Regions from separate parts of the Gossypium hirsutum genome. Here region 1 is linked to region 2. Evidence: chromatin contacts called from public Hi-C data. All regions are on one chromosome and are shown on one strand. The core of a region is the stretch at or near the end of the contact, and the rest is flanking DNA. Distances in the headings are between cores, read along the strand shown. Region 1 has its middle 23 kb from the start of LOC107945096. Region 2 holds the start of LOC107945094 (protein ALTERED PHOSPHATE STARVATION RESPONSE 1).

Region 1 (2,700 bases), core at 117-2,616, 49 kb before region 2:
AAAAAAGTTTTATTGGGTTACTTTGATACCAGTATAGAGTCTCTTACCATTCGTTTTATTGGAGAAGTGTTTTTTTTTCTTTTTGGGTTTTACAAATTTATAGATGCGGAATGCCTTTGTTTTAAAAGTTGAAAGATCTAGTTAGGAAGTTTGAGAATCAAATTGATTGAATTTGTAAATGTGAATGGTTAAATTTATTGAATTATTTAAAATTAGGATAAAATTGATAGAATATATAAGTATTAAGGATTAAATTGTTATTATACTAGGTAGAAAAAGACTTTCTATTATCAATTCAACGGTGGTGACCAAAATAGGAATGAATTCAAACATTAGTGCCTAAATCGAAAAATTTTAAAGTTGAGTAACCAAAATAGGAATGCGAATATAGTTCGGTGACCATTTATATAGTTTACCCTAATACTTTTAAACTCAATTTAAAAAAAAAACTAAAAATTAATTGAAAATACAAGTTTTATTTTTTAGAATTAAAATCTGAGTTATATTTTGAAATCATAGTGAAATAAAACCAAAAAGGAAAGTTTGTAATCTTTTATAAGATTGTCAAATTAAGGGGACTCACCTTATTGGTTTGATCTCGTGAATCACCATTTAAATGCATTTTTTCTGCTGCTGCTTTTGCCATCTTAAATCAATTACACGTTCAATTTCCTATGACTGTATATTCAAACCTTGCAATCCTTTTATGGCAGGCTAAAAAATGTACCAAATTCAAAGGTTTTCCCTTTTCTTTTCTCAAATGGATTCACTTGTTTGAATCGAATAATAAAAAAATCCGATCGGATTTCAAACCAACCAAATTAAAAAACATATTAGATTATGTTATACTCACAATTTAGATAAAAAGAATCTAAAAAATAATGTAGGTTCTCTATCATATGTATATTTTTCTAGATTTATATAGCAATATAAAAAACATAAACACTTTATTTTCTAAAAATAAAATTTTAATTATTTCACAACTTAGTTGAAATTTAATTGATGAATCACGATTAATTTAATCAAATATTTAAATAATAATATTGAATTTAAATTTTATATTTTTTTAATAAAAGTAACATTTTAAAACTGATTTTTATCGAATTAATTCAAAATCTTTTCCGTAATTAACTAATTCCAATCGGTGTCTTCGAACATGATCTATAAGTCCATAACATCGGAACATTTAAATTTACTCTGTATTGGCGTATCACAGATTTTGTTATGGGATAATTCCATATTTGCCCCCTGTACTTTACCATAATTTTCAATGTGGTACTAATAGTTTTCAAATGTTCAATGTGCTCCCTGTACTTTTCTCCCTTCTTTTTATCTGGTACCTGATTTCAACGGTATTATGTCTGACATGTTAGGGCACGTGGACCACTCTTTTCACGCCACATGCTGAATTTATGTAGAAAAAATGACAAGTCAACTCAAGGGACTTTGAAACAGTTTTACCATTTTTTTCTTTTCTAAGGCAAACAATAAAAGAAAAACGTTTTTAAATTAAAAAACCCATTAGATATCTTGAACAGAAAACCATCCCACGATTTAATAACAAAAAAGGAAAAGAAAAGAAAGAAACTTAGGGTTTCATGGCTGTGGGGTTAGAGAGATCATTTTAAAAATCTGATCGATGAAAGATGGATTGATGAGAAGAAGCTACTGCTACCGTTCCATTTGTAAGATGAACCGAAAAAAAAAATCCAAATCCGAGTTTAAGTTCAAGAAAAAAAAAACCCAAGATCAATGAGGAGATGGCTCTGGATGAACATTTTTGTAACGACCCGATTTTCAGTAGTACTAAAAAATACGGTTTTGAAATCCTATTTTCGTAAATTAAATCTGTAAATATTAAAGATTGATCCAACAATTTTATCAAATTAATAGTTAATTAAGGCCTAAAAACTAAATTGTAAAAGTCTAACCGTTATAGATTTCTAATTAACAAAAGGCTTGAGGACTTAAATTGTAATTAGCAAAAGGTCTAACATGGTAATTAAACCATTTTAAAGTTGAATTTAGTGGACGGTGATGTCAAAATGCAGTGAGAATGATTAAAGTTAGATTAAATTAATTCAACCATGTTTATGTTAATTAAACATTAATTAAACCATATAAGTTAAATTAGTGGCTGAAAAGTCATCTTCTTCTACCATTTCATCTCTTTGTCGTCCATTGAGGTGTGAAAAACCTAGAGAAACAGGCTTGACATTCAGCCAATATTTAGGTATGAAATTTAAGTCTTTTTCTTGTAAGTTTTATAGATTTGAGGTCATGGGAGCTTGATTTAGCTAGTCTATATACCAATTTGTAAAACTGTTAAAGTTTTAGAAAGTTTCCATTGTTGATTTATTTAAGAATTAGGCTTGAAATTGATAAATTTTAAGCTTAGTTTATGAAAAGGACTATATTGTAAAGTTAATTGAACTTGTTTATTAACTTTGTTACATTAGGGAATAAATGTGAAACTTGCCATGAATTATGTTAGAAATAGAAAGTATAAGGTCCTTGATGAGACTATATGAAATCGTATTTTAATTTGAATCTAGGAATTAAAATTATGACTATCCCGAGTTCAGAGACTAAATTGAATAAAATATAAAATTTTAGGGATATATAAAAATTGAGTTCATATAGGTTCACTCATATCATGGCATAATATGAAAATGTTTGGTATTGATTGGTTATATAAAA
Region 2 (2,700 bases), core at 40-2,539:
GCCATTAGATTTTTCAAGTACATTGCACATTAGGCCATTAAAATATGGATGACTATTAGCCTTTAGATTTGCGTTTGAGATCAGAGCATAACTAGATCACTATATATGGATGACTATCGTCTAGAATATCTTGCACGGACCCAAATTGTCATTTCAACCTGTCAGGGTGCTATTACTCCAATGTAGACACAAATGATAGGCATCCATGTCTTGAAGAATGCATATTGCTTGAAAGTTGTCCTGGGTATAATCACAAACACCGCGTTGTCTAGGTATGGCATCCATATAACACATCAAAGATATACAAATACTAGTACATTCCTTAACAAGAATAATGAATTACATTATTTAACAAGAATAATGGATTATATTGAATGTAAATACATCATCAACACAACTTTTCACTGACTCGTTGATTGATTTCTTGTCTATATAATATGTATGATCCAAGTGACCCTAAATTTATTAAAAGGTTCAATGAAATATAGAATTATAAATATAGATAATTGAATACATTTTAAGATATTATATACTATTATATTTTTACCTTCTATTAGGAGGGAACTCTTACGATTGAGAATGGATGGATGTTAACCACGACACCCGTAACCATGCTAATGTTTGTGGAAGCAGACAACAATTATTTATTTTGTTAATCGATTCTCAAGTTGCCCTACATAGCGCCTTATATAGATATGCTAGAGTCGCCAAATCCTATGTTTTTTATTATTATCTAGCTACCGTTTTAACCAAATGTTGATCACATTTTCTGAAGACAAAATCAAGATAGAATATGGATTTTTCTCAAATATTAACCATCTATTGTCAATTCTTAGTTTAAAAAAAATTTGTCAATTCTTTGAATGTCTGTTTTCTTAAAGCAAAATCAATTCTTTGAATGTGTTTTTAAAAGAAAATCAAATTGTTTAGTACGTTTTCTTGACTATATTGGATATATATAATATTATCTAAGATCATGAAAAATAAGAAACATTTTTAGGTGGAGGAGTTCATGAAGGGATGAGCGGCGAACCTCATTAATCGACCCATTAACATTTTATATTTTAAGTATACTATAATATAAATTTAAATTAAAAAATTAAAAAATTAAAAAATAAACTAATTAAATTCTTAAAAATAAAAATAATTCTAAAATTTTAAAGAACGAGGGATTTTAACCTATTAAATAATGATGGTTGTACATTTATTATTTTTAAAAAATAAAAAGGGTATTTATGGAAGAGTAAAGGTGTTAAAAGGAATAACGTCATGATTTCAAAGCGATAGGAGGCGTCAAAGTTTCTGTCAAACCAAACAACATTTCTCAGTTTTTCTTTCCCTTTCTCTCAGCTCTCAAAAATAGAAAACCCCCTTTTCTTTTTAGAACCAAATGAAATTTACTTACAGTGTTCTAAAAAGTTAAAATTTTTTTATTGAAATTTAATTTCTAATACTACCACCGAACGCACAAAGCAAAAGCACTGTTAGCGTTGGTGTTGGAGAAGAGTTGTTTCTCTCTCTTCTTTCTACTTTCTGCTACAACACGACGACACACTTCGTGCTGGCAAAGATTCCTTCATTCTCTTCCTTCCTTTCTCCTACCCTAAAATTTTCCCCACCAACATTCACTCTTAACATGTTTTCTGTTTTCTTCATCTAAAAACCACTTCCTTTTTTCTTCAATTATTAGGAGGGGTTATTATGGGATGTTCTAGTTCAAAGTTAGATGATCTTCCGGCAGTTGCTCTTTGCCGGGAAAGATGTGCCTTTTTAGACGAAGCGATTCGACAGCGTTTTGCTCTAGCCGAAGCTCATGTTGCTTACACTGCGTCTTTGAAGTCAATTGGTCAGTCTTTGAATAATTTCGTGGGGCATGATTTTGGAACTTCTTCAGGGGCGCTACCTCCTTCTCCTCCGTCGCCCAATAAACTTAAAAGCAAAGCCGTTGATCCAATTGCCGTTGGCCCAAGTTCTCCCAAGAAGGGTCATCACCATTCCCATTCCAATTCTGGTTCTCATCTTCACTTCCATTCCGATTCGGATGAAGATGACTCCGGCGGCTCTTTGCACCATTCAGACCATTCTTCGCCTTTGCACGACGATGGTGGGGGTCATATAGAGTATATGCACCCAAACTATCCTAATTATGGACCTCTTGAATCTGGGTCTTTTCCCGGCGGCTTTATGCATATGAATTTTATGAGGAAGCAACCAACACCGTCGATTGTTTATGAACAAAGGCCTATGAATCCGGAGACTGTTTATATGGGTGAATCTTCATCTTCTTCTTATTATCCTCACTCTTATATGAGTAACAATAATCCTAGTTCTAGTTCATACCCTTATCAAGGTTACCCCAATTACGGTGGTTTTAGTAATTATTCTTCTTATTCGGCGCCTGGTTATGAGTCTTCACTGCAACCGGCGGCGGGGTCATCCTCGAAACCACCACCGCCTCCACCTTCGCCTCCGAGAGCTTCAGCTTGGGATTTCTTGAACCCTTTCGAGAGCTATGAAAGCTATTATCCTCCGTTTACACCGGCTAGGAATTCAAGAGAAGTTAGAGAAGAGGAAGGGATCCCTGAGTTGGAAGATGAGGATTATCAACATGAAGTAGTTAAAGAAGTGCATGGAGACCAGAAATTTGTTGATATCGGTGGTTATTCCAAGCCCCCAGTTAAAGATGAGGATGGGAAAGTT

The links. A called contact is a pair of places that touch in the nucleus more often than the background predicts.
Region 1: a Hi-C map of leaf shows a contact between it and region 2, with 4 times the contacts expected there. The contact joins the enhancer-like site here to the promoter of LOC107945094 in region 2. A contact is called at or near these places in 19 of 34 Hi-C or Micro-C datasets (anther, callus, cotyledon and 4 more).

Annotation. Positions count from the first base shown.
Region 1 is chrD12:5,674,012-5,676,711 of Gossypium_hirsutum_v2.1, reverse strand. No RefSeq gene overlaps it. Among protein-coding and RNA genes, the nearest start is that of LOC107945096, 23 kb to the left of the region's middle. Within about 2 kb of position 1,366, at least 1 of the 9 cell types and tissues checked has an H3K27ac peak or open chromatin away from gene starts, as enhancers often do. A contact at or near this core is called in leaf, where this site is marked.
Region 2 is chrD12:5,625,226-5,627,925 of Gossypium_hirsutum_v2.1, reverse strand. LOC107945094 (protein ALTERED PHOSPHATE STARVATION RESPONSE 1) reads left to right here and starts at 1,289. Exons shown (of 7, transcript XR_005922265.1): 1 at 1,289-2,700.